Regions from separate parts of the Capsicum annuum genome. Here region 1 is linked to region 2. The links are chromatin contacts, called in public Hi-C maps. All regions are on one chromosome and are shown on one strand. Each heading gives the region's core, a stretch centred on a gene start, on an enhancer-like site or on the middle of the called end of the contact. The rest is flanking DNA. Distances are from core to core; before and after follow the strand shown. Region 1 has its middle 11 kb from the start of LOC107848862. Region 2 holds the start of LOC107850964 (tryptophan synthase beta chain 2).

The links. Hi-C and Micro-C count contacts between places; a contact is called where the count stands out from the background.
Region 1: a Hi-C map of placenta shows a contact between it and region 2, with 3 times the contacts expected there. The contact joins the enhancer-like site here to the promoter of LOC107850964 in region 2. A contact is called at or near these places in 2 of 5 Hi-C or Micro-C datasets (leaf and placenta).

The regions. Positions count from the first base shown.
Region 1 is chr12:226,335,592-226,339,770 of UCD10Xv1.1, reverse strand. No RefSeq gene overlaps it. Among protein-coding and RNA genes, the nearest start is that of LOC107848862, 11 kb to the right of the region's middle. Within about 2 kb of position 2,675, at least 3 of the 5 cell types and tissues checked have an H3K27ac peak or open chromatin away from gene starts, as enhancers often do. A contact at or near this core is called in leaf, where this site is marked.
Region 2 is chr12:226,282,921-226,287,072 of UCD10Xv1.1, reverse strand. It overlaps LOC107850964 (tryptophan synthase beta chain 2), which reads right to left and starts at 1,752. Exons shown (of 6, transcript XM_016695827.2): 1 at 1,533-1,752. The coding sequence starts at 1,566.

The sequences.
Region 1 (4,179 bases), core at 1,426-3,925, 52 kb before region 2:
TGTGATAAGAGTTGCAGACTAAGATGGGTGAACTCTATCTTCGACCAGGTATTAGAGGCAGATCTAGAGCTCGTTCTGTTAATTAGTTAAATCACATGCATTATTTTTGCTCGAAATATAAGATTTGGAATGAATATATGTATAAAATAATATCGTATTTATTCAACATGAATACGATCTTGTTAAAGCAATATACGAGGATTTTAAAAAATAATAGAATGTCATACATTGAGTTTGAATTGGTGAACTAATTAAAAGCAAGTTGCTTCCAACACATGGAAAATAAACTTCAATCACAAATAAAAATATGAGAAACAACAATTTTATTGATAAACGGGGTGGTTACAAATTTGTTACTCCCTTGATTCTTCTTTCGATTTTTTCGTAATTCGAGGGCCGTTAGTGGTTGATTCTTCTCTCGATTTTTTTCATAATTCGAGGGCAGTTAGTGGCGTATTTCTCGAACATAGGATGATCTCTTTATGAATATCTCATGATTCAGTTTATGAGATATTCAAGACGTCTATTTCAGGGAATATGTTACCTTTTAAATAAGCGGGATTTAGGGTCTCCTAGAACTCTAACAGAATTTGAATTCTTTTTGAAGAATCCCACAAATTTTAGATGTCTACAATTGTTTCTTTTGAAATGTTACATATAATAAATAAGTGATATAGTTCAACAAAATTTTATCCTAACTCTAAATTCTGAATTCGTTTATTTCGTGAATTAAGAGAGGAAATTTCAGTCCAGAGGAAGATGATCTTATCATCCGTCTTCATTCACTCCTTGGTGATTGATGGAACCTAATTGCTGGAAGATTGCCAGGAAGAACTGATAACGAGATCAAGAATTATTGGCACACCAATCTTTTGAAGAAACTCAAGGCTGCAGGACTCGAACCGAAACTTAAAAAATCCACTCCAAAACAAATTATTAAATCCGTTACTAAAAAGAAATGTAAACATAACAGAAAAGAGAAACAGCGTAGACAAGGTAAAAAGTCAAGAAAGACAGATAACCTGCTGCAACAGAAGAAAAGCGCGCGGAAAAAGATGAAGTAGATGTAGTTGAGAAGATTCAAGTGCATATTCCAAGACCAATAAGGCTTATTCCACATAAAAATTCATATTCTGATGAAGAAAAAATTGAAGAAAATGATGAAATTTATGAGAAAATTCAGTTGTTTGATGAATTGCTGAACGGCAAAGGACAGTTGTTTGATGAATTGCTGAACGGCAAAGGACAGTTTGATGTATTAAAGTTTTTGTTATACACAAAGTCCGGAGATGAATTGGTGAATGGATGTGATAATATTTCAAATGAATGCTTAGAAGCAAACATGCTAAAGGAGGTTTACAAAGAATTTTTTTCAGCTTCTTTATGAAATTTAATTTGAGATAATATTCATCAAAGCAATTAATTAAATGTTTGATGCTAATTATGGTTCTAATTGTATTTGTTGATTGTTTGGTTTGGAGAAAATTAGTTTTTAATTTTTCCTTTTGGGAAATTTTCCTCCCTCCCAAATTTGTGGTGCCCTGCTAAATTTAGAATTTCAGACTAGTTATATTCTAAGTATAATTTTAGTGGTTTGCATTGAAAGTATAAGGTTTAGATAAATCTAATACTTAAACATTGCATTCACCTTTATTTACTGGATTTGAATAAAAATTATTAGGTTTGCGTGAACTCGTAACAGCAAGTGTGCAATAACCAATCTTTGTTTCTTGTTCTTTCTTATAACGAAATGACTTGAGAAACTCTTATATTTGTTGCAAATTATTATCTTAATTTTTCCACTCTGTACTTTAACAACTGAACGCTTAATCCTTTGAAACTCATCAGTTTAAGCCCTTTGTTATATAGGTTCAATTTTAGAAACTTTCAATTTTGAACCTATTACTATATTATTAATGTTATGAGTTAATAATTATTATTTATTATAATCTTCATATTTTTATATAAAAAGTTATATTGCAATAACAATAACACGATCAGTGTATTTTTTATAGAAAAAAGCCTTAGAAAAAAAAAGTCCACGCAGTCCTTACTATTAATTTAAAAATAAAATATGTATAAAATTATATTTACATATTAAAAATATTAGTAAATTGCCCTACTCCTATCCGCAAAAGAACATGTCAAGTAACCGACAAGTCCCCTGCAGGGAATATACTTTTCCTTATTCTCTTTGTTTTTACTTAAAATAATTGACTCTTATTAATTTGATATTTATCTTAACTAAAAATTTTATTATAAATTTATTTTATCAAACTAATTTTACTAATTATTTTTTAAGAATATAAATTTAAGTATAATACTTAATTAATTAATTTAATAATAATAATTATTATAAATAAATATAATAACATTCTCTTGATTTTATAAAAGAGACAATTAAATTAAAATAAATACTTTTAGAAAGATGATCAACTATTTTAATATACAGAAAATATAATATATTTATATAAAATTAATTTTTATATAATCAAAATAAATTATATTTTTATCACTTTAATTAATTTATTTAATTTAAATTTGAAATAATGTATTTAAAAATTATTATTATAATAAAAATTTATAAATTTTAAATTTTGAATTATGAACAGAGTGATGAGAGTTTATTCAAGCATAATAATATTGTTGAGCATATGCAATCCACATAGCACGTGACCTTCAGGTGAGCACGCTCACCGAGGCAAAAAGGAGCAATTTCTTTTTAATATTTCAATAAAAATAGCCCAAATACTGCCTCTGTTTCATATTAATTGGCCCCTATGAGCTTGACAGTTGATACACCTATTAAAAAAATATTAATTAAGGAATTTATTTTATCAAATTAACCTTATTAACTATGCTTTAAAAATATAAATGTGAGTAAATACACTTTATTTAGTTATTTAATATTAAGGATAGTATTGGAAAAACATAATAAAATTTTCTTGATTTCATCAAAGGGACAACGAAATTGAAACAAATATTTTTAGAAAGAAGGCCAAATAAAACGAAATGGAGGGAGTACAATTATGACAATGTATAATTGTCAAAGTTTCCAAAAATAAGAAAAGAAAAAGAGAGAAGTCCATTTACTACCAAAAGGGCAAGTTTTTTTTTTTTTTTTCATTTAGTGTCCGAAACCCGTATTGAAATTCGATTAATTCAAATTCAGATCCGATAGAACCTTATTCGAGAAATAGCACTTTCTACCAAGGTTTTTTTCATATTCAGAACTCGAACTCGAGACCTCTGATTAAGGGAGAAGTAACTTTATTTATTGCATTACATTCTTTGGTAATGACAAGTTATTTTATATGCTTTAATTTTTTAACTCATAAAAAGTTTAAGAAAAAAGCTTAAATATTGTAACTTTAAATTAAGGTAACGTATAATGCATTCAAATATCTTTTAAATGTATAGTTTAACTATGTCATGTGAGATATATTTAAACTAAAATTAATACTAAATATCATGAATTAGAGTTGAGTTTGATGTGAATATTCGTGTTTGATTGATAAAAAGTTTTAAAATATTTATCTAGAAAAAATAAAATAATGCTTTTGAGTAAAAATAGAAAAAATAAATTTTATAAATAACATTACGCATTAATTATTTTTTCCCACGCTCCCACACCTTTCTGTAGTTGATATTCCTCACCCCCAGCACCTCCATACAACACACTTTTTTGCACTTCATCCCGTAATATTTATCTAAATTATATTAATTAAAATATTTTTTATTCATTAAACATCAATAAAAATCACTTATTTATCGTAAAAATACTATCGTCCAACACACTTTAAATAAAAAATTGCTCAACTTGTACCTCGTAACTTGGAATACACAAAATTTTATATACTTGCAAATAGAATATAGTGGTAAGTTGCTTAGATCACTTTATTGACATCATTGTTAAAGTTCCCTTTTTAGGAAAATTCTTTTTTATTTTTTTGGTTAAATATTGAAAACTCTTATTTTAGCAAGTTCTTTATATAGGCATGATGACATTGTTTTATAGGAGTTTTTAAAGTGGGTAATTCTGTAATTTAATTAAATTTAGATTTGTTAAATTAAAGGTTTCATATTTTAGACAATGATCTTTAAATTTTACTAAAAATGATTTACTTTCACTAAATATAAATTTTTATTTATCATATTTATCCAGTATATAAATATATT
Region 2 (4,152 bases), core at 503-3,002:
TCTACACGGACCTTACATCTACCTCGAAAATGGAGAGGTTGCTTATGATAGACACTCGCCTCAAAGAAAAAATAGTCTAAAGCAGTACACAAAAAGAAGTAATACAAGTACAAGACAGTAACAAAAAAAAAAACAGATAGCAGTAGAACACTAAGAGGCCTTTTGGCCATAGAAATTATTCACTTTTTTCCGATTTTTTTTTTCACTTTATAGAATTTGTGGTGTTTGGCCATAGATATTCCAAAAAGTAAAAACAACTTTTTGTTGTTTCACTTTTTTCCAATTCCAATTTCAACTTTTATTATTATTACATATAACCCCAATTTTTTTTAATATTACACAAAGCCCTTATTAATTGCACAAATCCACAACCAACAATCATAAACAAATGCCGACTACTATTTGTATTTTTCTTTCACTATAATATTACACAAAGCTTATTAACTGCACTAGATCGGAATAACTCGAGAGTTCTGCAAATTCAATTTGGAACACATATCCGCAGTCTTATATCACTTAAACAGCGCAAAAAATGTTACATTCAGAACTTATTTGCTAACTTTTCTTTATGTGTTGCAATGAGCAATCAAAATGTCAAAAGTAGTTGCATAGCACTAAGATTAGCAATATAAATTACAACCTTCACCTCTTGTGATAAGTATATGGCCAATAAGTTGCCCAGGCAAGCACTTCATGATTCAGAACTAATTATGCAAACTAATAATAAATGCAACTTTACGGGGCAAGTAAATTGTTTGTGTTGCATTTGCCCTGAGCAACCAACATTTTTTCGTCAGAATATATTGTGGAATGCATTTTGTGAATCAAAGTCAAAATCGTCAAAATATTTTTTTGTCGGGTAATTTCTTGAGACATTAAAGTCATTTAAATCAGTAGATAAATTAGTTGAGTAATTTTGATAGTTTTTAAAGGTTTAGGACATAATATTAAATTTTTAAAAAAAAATTCAAAAGTCTAAAAACATCTTTTAAAAACACATGACCTAACACAATTCCAACTCCAACTTCAAATTTTTTAAATATTTATGGTCAAACGCCTACTAAGTACACAAAATAACACGATAGTCAAAGTACAAGAACACAAAATAACACGATATTCAAAGTACAAGAACACAAAAATAACACGATAGTCAAAGTACAAGAACACAAAAAGAACACGATAGTCGAAGTACAAGAACACAAAATAACACGATAGTCAAAGTACAAGAACACAAAATAACATGATATTCAAAGTACAAGAACAACATATAGTAACAGAAACCAAAGAAACAACATATAGTAACAGAAATTGAAAGAACTAGTATGGATGGATCAACAAGACAACTTACTCCTACCTATTAACTTTCTAAGCTAAGCTCAATAAACATGAAGAAAATATTTTTTGCATACAGATTTGGAATATACCTAAAATAGGAAACAAGAAAAAGAGCACAGTAACTAAAAGAAAATCAAGAATCAGCACAACATCCAAAGCACCATTAGAATCAACTTCAAAGATTAACAAAAAATGACCTTTTGCATACAGATTTGGGAGTGATAGTGACATTTCTGCAGAACTCTTCCACTAACTTGCTTGTAGAAATCAAATAAGATTGAACACCACAGCACTAAGTACTAGTAGTACTTTGACAGTCTTTAGGAGCACAGTATTATTTAATTATTGTACTTATAAGTAGTTTGGCAATTCCTATTACTGAAATGATAAATGATGAGATTAGTTATATTTAACTCATTTCTATTAGGTGTTTGATGTAATGTATTAAAAACTAGAAGTGAAAGATCCGTGTCAGCACGGGTCCAATAATAAAATATATGGATTGCAATTTTTAAGCTTTAGAATTTATGTTGGAGTAGAAAGTTTGAGCAGTAAAATATTTTCATTGGTACGATAAAATATACTTATAAAATATATTTCTGTAAATTTTTTGTCAAACTTTTCTTTTGTAGATATTCCTTCTATTGAAACGTAGTAGTCGTTTGTTATAATGTATAAATTTTCTTTTTGAATAAAATATATTAGTAATATTTGTATTAGTAATGCTTCTATTAATAAATGCTGGTATTATTTATGTTAACATTAGTTCTTATACATTGTTTAACGTACTGCATTAAAATTTACCTTTTCGATTTTGATATATTTAAATGAAAGTTTTTTTTTTAAAAAAAGAATTGCATATACATTTTAAGATTTATTCGAGATCTAGCACGGGTTCAATATATTAATTTTTATCTCAATTTATATGACACAAATAGAATTTAGATAATCAATCATACTTTTAATAGGTATTTAGATAATTTAATTTGTTAACTATTGTAATTTATAATATTTTTATGTAATTTTCAAATAATATATTATTTTTCTTGTCCAAACTTTTGTGGCATTGATAGTCAATTATATTATAAAAATAATTTAAATTTTTAATTATTGTGATTTATAATACTTTTCTTCTATTCCAATTTCAATGAAACTAATATAATTTCAAGAGTCGACCAAATATTTTATATCTTTTAAATCTTTTAAGTTGTTAATTATTATGATTTTTAGTATTTTTCATGTAATTTTTTTGAAATATATAACATATTAAATTATTTTTAGATATTTTAAATTGATAACTATTGTAATTTATAATACTTTTTATATAATTTTTTTTGAATGATATATGTTACTCTCTTTGCCTAGAGTTTTGTGTCGACGATAGCCAATTATATTTTTAAAATAATTTAAATTTTTTATCATTGTAATTTATAATATTTTTTCTATTTCAACTTATGTGGAACAATGCTTAAATGGCCATAATAATTAATTAGGGGTGATATAATAAAATGTCATTATTATTATTTTTTTTTTATTATGTATATGTGTTGATTCAAGAAGAATTTGGAAACATTTAGAAATGTGTTGAATGTTACAAATGTTAATAATCCATTTGGTGCTTCTTGATTTCTCTACATTTATCTCTTGTTTGTTTTTACTCTTTTGCCCTTTAAATACGTTACTCTTCTTGTCTAAATTTTTATGGCATTGATAGTCAATTATGTTTTAAAAATAATTTAAGTTTTTAATTATTGTGATTTATAATACTTTTCTTGTATTCCAATTTCAGTGACACTAATATAACTTCAAAAGTCGACCAAATATTTTATATCTTTTAAATTTTTTAAGTTGTTAATTATTGTGATTTCTAGTATTTCTCATGTAATTTTTTTGAAATATATAACATATTAAATTGTTCTTAGATATTTTAATTTGTTAACTATTGTAATTTATAATACTTTTTATATAATTTTTTTTGAATAATATATGCTACTCTCCTTGTCCAGAGTTTTGTGTCAACGATAGGCAATTATATTTTATAAATAATTTAAATTTTTTATCATTGTATTTATAATATTTTTTCTATTTCAACTTATGTGGCACAATGCTTAAATGACCATAATAATTAATTAGGGGTGATAAATTTCATGAAAATTTTACTCTTTTGCCCTTTGAATACGTTACTCTTCTTGTCTAAATTTTTGTGGCATTGATAATCAATTATATTTTAAAAATAATTTAAGTTTTTAATTATTGTGATTTATAATACTTTTCTTCTATTCCATTTTCAGTGACACTAACATAACTTCAAGAGTCGACCAAATATTTTATATCTTTTAAATCTTTTAAGTTGTTAATTATTGTGATTTCTAGTATTTTTTATGTAATTTTTTTGAAATATATAACATATTAAATTATTTTTTTCTTTTTCAACTTATATGGCACAATGCTTAAATGACCATAATAACTAATTAGGGGTGATATAGTAAAATTACGGTTGAAGCAGACGTCATAAATGTCTATTTTATTTTTTACTTAAATATTATTAATTTTTTAATGTATAAATAACTTATAATAATTAATTAGGAGCAATATAATAATTAATTAGGAGTGATATGGTACAATTACGGTTGAATCAGACATGTCATAAATATCTATTTTATTTTTTAATTAAATATTATTAATTTTTAATGTATAAATAACTTATAATAATTAATAAATTTTGATATAATAATTAGTTAGGGGTAATATAGTACAATTACGGTTGAAGCAGGCATGTCATAAATATTTATTTAATTTTTTAATTAAATATTATTA